Regions from separate parts of the Callithrix jacchus genome. Here region 1 is linked to region 2. Evidence: chromatin contacts called from public Hi-C data. All regions are on one chromosome and are shown on one strand. Each heading gives the region's core, a stretch centred on a gene start, on an enhancer-like site or on the middle of the called end of the contact. The rest is flanking DNA. Distances are from core to core; before and after follow the strand shown. Region 1 holds the start of ENOX2 (ecto-NOX disulfide-thiol exchanger 2). Region 2 holds the start of RBMX2 (RNA binding motif protein X-linked 2).

Region 1 (3,298 bases), core at 330-2,829, 520 kb before region 2:
TAAACACTATATAAGCACAAAAACTCCTCTGATGGTTCTCTCCCACTTTCAAGTTAAACTCTGAACTAACTGATGCTGCCTAATCTAGTCTTTGCAATATGGAGCTTCTGTTGTTGTTCCTGCACTTTTTTTATGTCTTTATGCCTTTGCATATGCTTTGTATAGAATATGGTTCACCACCCAGCCCTAAATCTGACAAATATTTTACTGGTTCTTCAACCAGTTCTCCAGAAGCAGAATGAGTTCTTCCTCCTCTATATTCTTGTAGAAGCCTATGCAGACTTATTTAGAGCATTTTGCACATTGTATACCCATCTATTCTTTCCTCCAGATTCTCCTCCACTACAACTCCCCTCACCTAGATTGTGAGCTACCTGAGGGCAGGGACTATTTTTCTGATTCTGTGGCAACAGTGCCTAGCCCAGAGCCTTGCACAAAGCTGTATGCACCAATCTATTAAATCGCCTTCCTCCTTCACTTATCTTTTTAAAACCTTGGGCAATTACCTTAGCAAAATGCAATTCCTCTGTCTTTCCCTTCATTTTATTCATGAGTCCGAAAGTTGGCCTTATCAGAAAAGTTGCAGTGATTCAACTGTAATGATCCATCAAGCTATAAGAATTCATCTCTAACAGAGAAAAAAAAAGTCAAAAGTTAGAAGTGAAATTAGCCCTAATAAACAACCATTTTCCTCAATTTTTAAATCACTTGAAAGTGCTTGGCATTCCCCACCTGCCTTTATCCAGCTCTTGTAACATATTTTCACTCAAAAGATAAAGTTTCTTAAAGACATATAGTTACTTGTTTTTACTCAAGTTGTATTATCTATCTCTTCTAAACTGTTACATTATAGCAGTTTATGTGGCATTATAGCAGCTATGTTTTTCATGGCAACAACATAGCTTCATTATGGATTAAATAGGCTTCTTCTTCCGGGCTGGTTTAGATCACATTTCTATGCCTATTTATGACGCTGTTTCTAGGGAAAACATAATTCCCAGTTAGAAAAAGTATACATTCTTCCATACGTTTCAAGTGATTTTAATGCAGGTGGTTCACACAGAACACACCTGGAACAATTTCAACAGACTGTAACTCTCAATTAAAATTTTAAGTTTATCGAATAATAAACACCATCTTTTGAAGAACACTTAAAACTCAGTAACAATTTCGAATCACGAAAGTGCTTCCTGCAAAATGCTAAAGCTTAACCGATATGAAAATAAATCTAGAGCCTTCGTCTGTCCCTACAAACACAAACCCATAACCCCAAGACTGATTCTCTAAGACGGTGCACTCCAAACTGCAATACCCAGAATACCCTTCCCGTCTGAACGCTGGGGACAATCGGAAAAGGAGGGGAAGAATTGCGCGTATAGAGAAATAAGTGTCATGACTCCATCTCCCACAATCCTCGGTCTTCACTTGTGTCTCTCCGCCAATGTCAACATGGCATTCCCTCCAGGAAGAACAGCCTCCAGCTACCTCAAAATACATTTCCCATGAAGCCATGGGTTCGGGCCTCCGGCTTCCCTGGTGACTAGTAGCCAATAGGAGACGCCGCAGTGGGCACCGGGTGGGTGAGAGTCCATCCTTGGGACGGAATGCTGGGCCTAGGCCTGGTAGTGCGAGGCGGGCATTTCGGAAGAGAGTGGCGCGGCGTGGGGCCCCGCGAGGGCACTACGCGCCCAGGAGCTGCGGCGTTGGCCCGATTTTCCGCGGCTGTATAAGGACTAGCGCTTCGGTAGCCGGGGAGCTGGAGGTCAGAGAGGCAGAAAGCCCGAGTGGCCTTGGCTGGGGACTGTGGGACTGAGGGGGCCTAGGGAGGAGGGTGCTTCCGGGGCCGCGGTCCTCAGCGCCTAACTCCGCCCAGCTCCGCCTCTGCCGGGGAGGGGGTGTCGGGAGTGGGAGTGGGGGTGGGCTTCTGAGCTCTAGGCGCTTGTTCCCTTGAGCCTGGGAGCGCTCTCTCTTTGGTTTTTTTTTTTTTGGTCCAACTCGCCCGCTCTTTTTCTTTCACAACGCTGCCCGGCTGCGCCTCCTCAGAGGTCTGGTTAGGGTTCGCGTCCAGGGTTTTGCCTAGGTGGTATCTGGACTCTAATTCATACTGCAGGAGTTGGACGATGTCTCCTCTTTTCCCTCAATTTGTATTTCAGGTTTGGGCACACAACCCTCCCTACGCTACATTCCCCATTTCCTCTGGGGCGTGAAAATTCCTTGCCACGCCCAGGGCGTGACTTTTTTTTTCAAACTTTCTCTTTTTGCCTCCTTAATTGATCGCCATCTCTACCGGCTCCTCAGCCACCTGCCACTTACCCCACCACGTCTTTGGAGTGAGAAGGGTTTCTCCTGAATTTCTAGAAGGGATGGGAAGCAAAAGAGGGAAGGAATCTTGCTTTTGAGATGTGTGTTTAAGGTTCAGTACAGGGTTCTGGTGAGAGTAAAAAGCAAGTTCGACTGGTTATCAAAACACAGTGCTTTAGGGGTTTCCAGCAAAGACTGATAGCATTAATGTTGACAAACATTTAGGGGGCACACCAACTACAGAATAAAGGAGATCGTGTGAAACAGACTGTATTAATCATTGTATTATTACAAACGCGTGCAAAAAATGCTAAAGGGGTTAGTGGAAGAGCATACTGATGGGGGTGGTGAGTTAATCCATGGAAGTTCAAGCCTAATCCAGGAAGTGCTGAAGCCCTCATCCAGCTTTCAGACTTTGTGAAGGAGATGAATTTTAATTTGGGCTTCAGCGGAGTACAGGGGATTTGAAGTGGTCAAAGAGGAGAGAGAAAATGCTTCCTGATACTGAGATTGGAGTTTGAGAAGGGTGGACAGAAGAGGGAGCACTTTGAGACAGGTGGGCTTGCCTCATTGGAATAAAAGATGTAAGCAGGAAACAAATAAATAGGGTGGAGAAGCTTGGGGTCATAATGACATGACACTTTGAAACATACACATATGTTTTTATTCTGTATCAAATAAAAATGAAGGCAAAAATTAAGATTGGATGATTTTTCTTTTCATCCTAGGCAACCTGATTTGAGATCAATTCTTGGAGAACACAAAGAAGTGTGATGGTATGTTCCAGGTGTGAGTTTAAATCCAAGAAGAAGCTTGTCTTGCAGATGTTTTGTTTGTAGCTATTCTTAGCTACAGTCTATAGCTGTCAATTTTAAAGCCTAGAGACATCAATTTATTCTTGAGAAATGCATTTGCTATCCCTGTGCATCACATTATCTGAATTGTAGTCATCTCATTGGGTGACAATAATGACTACTATTCATTGAACCCACATAAT
Region 2 (3,602 bases), core at 213-2,712:
AGGAGAAAGAGGCTGTAGTGAGCCAAGATAGCATCATTGCACTCCAGCCTGGGCAACAAGAGTGAAACTCCAACTTAAAAAAAAAAATCAAGTCTGATGCAATGACAGAAGTACATGTAAGGTGCCAGTAGTACAGGAAAAGGAGTGATTAACTTTGAGTGGAAGTCAGAGTCACCACTAACTAAACTAATCTGATCACTCAGTCCTCCTGGCACCCCAAATACTATGGACAAAGCAGATAGTTTCCATCACAAACCTCTGCTTCCACAAACATGCTGAATTCATCTGCTCATTATCCACAAATTTACAGCTATGATACAAAATCAGTCTACATATGTCATGGTTAATCCCACCTAAATATAGACAAACGTTATAAAGACACTGTTAAGCATTTCCTAGGAAATAATTTCCCCTCCAAATGTTTCTTTCCTCATCTGTAAGATGAGGATATTAGCACATAACTCACAGGATTGTTATAAGAATTAAATAAAACGACGCATATAAAGTGCTTAGCACAATGTTTGGTACAATAACCTCTTTGAAACGTCAAACTGTACAATTACTGGTTGTGACACAAAGTGAATACAGGAGTGGTAATGTGGCCATGGACAGAAGACAGCAGCTAATTAGAGGAGAAAAGTGAATTCAGGAAGGGAAGGGGAATGAGAGAGGGTGGTGGTAGCAATGTGGGTGTGTAGCTAAGACCATGATTTCTAGAATACTATAGTTCTGCTTGTTGTGCTTACTAGCTATGTGACCTTAATGAATTCCCTTAACTTCTCTGCACCCCAATTTCCTCAGCTGTATAATGGGTCAGGGGTGAGAGAAATAACAACAGTCCCTGAGCCTTAGCACAGCAAATGGCAAACAGTAACTCTCATGATTTGGCAGGGAAAGAAAACTAAAAATAGGGGAGAAAAGAGATGGAACATGGATTCCCGGGCAGACAGCAGATGGATATAAAGGTGGGCGATGAATGTAGGCAGGAGTGAAGGGTCGGAACGCTGAAATCGTCGGAAACCGAGTAGGAGAATCTTGGGAGCACTGCGGGAGAAAGATGTGCACCTCACCCAGGAAGATCCAGGCGCTGTCCTTGTACTCGGAGTGCCAGGACACCTTATCGGCCACCCCAAGCTGGACCTCTCGTTCATTCAGCTCGTTGATCAGCTTCACCTTAGTTAAAGGGCTGCAAGGTGGGGGGATGTGGAGGGAGGAGGAAAGCAGACAAGTAAGTGCGACTGGGCAGGAGCTGAGAGAGAGCAAAACTAGGGGACGAACTGTTCTAGTCACAGAGCCTCTCCCGCCTCTGTACACCGCAGACTCTCTACCACCCCAGCCCCAGCGGACCACCCCCGGCGACTCGCTGCTCCTTCCTCAAAAGGAAGCTAACGCCTTACTTCATCTCCGCTAGCTCGCGCTCAGCATTCAGGTATCGGCGCCCGGATGAGGCAGCGCGGCGCATGCGCGACCCCGGCTCCGGTTGCCGGTTGAGTCGTTGACCTCGCGCCGGAAGAGCTAGGGCGTACCGAGGTCGTGGCGCCTGCGCACTAGCAGCCTTCCGTGCCCTGTGCGATTACTTCTGGAAGAGATGATTTTCTCTAGTTTTTCGATTTTTCTTTTCTGTGAAATGGAGTAAAGGAACGAGCCTGGGTTGTTGCAGGACCCCCAGCACTTGAACGGTGTCTAAAGCTGGTTAGATTAGCTATAAATATTTTCTGAGTGAACGGAACAAGCAGTCTGATGTGGCAACTTCAGTCTCAGCCCCCGCTCTCAGTCCAGAGTCCCACTTGGACCTTCGCTCCTGGTCAGTTGCTCACACACAGCCCCATCAAAGCGTCCCTGTCATGGCAGAAAAGTGAAGAAGATAAGCGAAAGGGTAAATCTTCTGTTGTTCTTATCCCAAAACACAGGCAACATACCAGTGTGCCTCTAGAGGCTGAAGTGAATGCCTACAGATTTGCACGAGAGCCACTGCACTCACTCTTTTCCATCGACTCTCCTAGTTGAGGAGGAGGCAGAAATTAATATTGTTAAATTAATAGCTAACAATTGAACAGATGACATACTATACGATGCAAGAGTATGTGCTAGGCAGTTTACATGTATTGTCTCTCCACCCTCACAACAACCCAATGAAGCAGATAAAATTACAATCCCCTGGTCAGGCACAGTAGCTCATGCCTGTAATCCCAGCACTTTGGGAGGCCAAAGCAGGAGTATTGCTTGAACTCAGGAGTTCAAAACCAGCCTGGGCCACATAGCAAGACCCTGTCTCGAAAATAAAGGGGAAAAAGGGGGGCCAGTCATGGTGGCTCATGCCTGTCAACTCAGCACTTTGGGAGGCTGGGGTGGGCGGATTACCTGAGGTCAGGAGTTCAAGACCAGCCCAGCCAACATGGTGAAACTCTGTCTCTATTAAAAATAGAAAAATTAGCCAAACATGGTGGCACATGCTTGTAATCCCAGATACTCAGGAGGCTGAGTCAGGAGAATGACTTAACCCTGAGAGGCAGTAGCCAAGATCACACCACTGCACTCCAGCCTGATGATAGAGCGAGACTCCATTCAAAAAGAAAAGAAAGAAAAAGAAATTTCTACCCTTATTTTGTAGAGGAAGAAATGAGGCTCAAAGGAATTAATTAACTTGAAAGGTACTCTACCTCCACCCATCAGGTCAGGTTAATTTAATCAGTCCTTACTGAACATCTAGATTTGTCCTGCACAGCTAAGGTCTGTAGACAGGAGTATCAGGGTGGGCCCTCTACCCTCAAGGAGCTAGTATTATAATTAAGGGCACAAGATATATTTGCTTGATAGATTTCAACCACAAATATCTAGAAACCAGTAGAAGAGATGGTTGACATATGTGATTTAACCCATATTGACAATTTGAATCCATCTTGCACGTGTCCACATCAATACCTGCTCTTGGACAATGATGTTCTAAAAGTGAAGGTCCAGAGCTGTGTGGCCTAGCTCAGAGCACCAGCTATTAGGTCCTTCATAAAATGCATTCTGGTGATGATGACAACTATACCCTCAAGTGGCTCACCATGTAACCAGTGTCCTGCCAAGAAGGAGAACAGAGGCTGCCCACCAATGACAGTTTCTCCTCATTCATGCTATGTCTGTTCCCCTTTCCCCATTCCAACCCAGCTATTCATTAACTTTGTAAAATTATCCTGGCAATGAAAGCTAAACAGTGACAGATTGCATATAGGGTTTATCTGCTCCTTGGAATCTCAGGTTGCTTAGTTGTGGGTTGAAGTAGCCACTGCAGAGTGGTAAACTAGCATGCAGCATTATCTTGCTGACTTCTTCAAATGGATGTGAAATGAAAGAGTTGAGACTACACCTGGGGATCAGTCATCAGTGTTCAGAGAGAAGCTGGAGCAAAAGAGTAGAATAAGGCCAATTTAGATGGAGAACATGAGAAGGCTATTATTACTATGGAGCTGTTAAGTTCAGCAAGGGTATTCTGAAGGCAAGAGAGCTGAATATTGCCCCAGTTTGCCTGGAACTGAGAGGTTCCTGAGACTTCTGACTTTCAGAGCTAAAACTGGCAACCCCAGAGCAAACAAGGATGGTTGATCACCCTAGGA

What was found. Hi-C and Micro-C count contacts between places; a contact is called where the count stands out from the background.
Region 1: a contact with region 2 is called in a Hi-C map of skeletal muscle, with 5 times the contacts expected there. The contact joins the promoter of ENOX2 here to the promoter of RBMX2 in region 2. A contact is called at or near these places in 2 of 3 Hi-C or Micro-C datasets (both in skeletal muscle).

Annotation. Positions count from the first base shown.
Region 1 is chrX:126,566,450-126,569,747 of calJac240_pri, reverse strand. ENOX2 (ecto-NOX disulfide-thiol exchanger 2) reads left to right here and starts at 1,579. Exons shown (of 14, transcript XM_078363075.1): 1 at 1,579-1,762.
Region 2 is chrX:126,042,696-126,046,297 of calJac240_pri, reverse strand. RBMX2 (RNA binding motif protein X-linked 2) reads right to left here and starts at 1,462. Exons shown (of 6, transcript XM_002763259.6): 1 at 1,398-1,462; 2 at 1,071-1,186. The coding sequence starts at 1,462.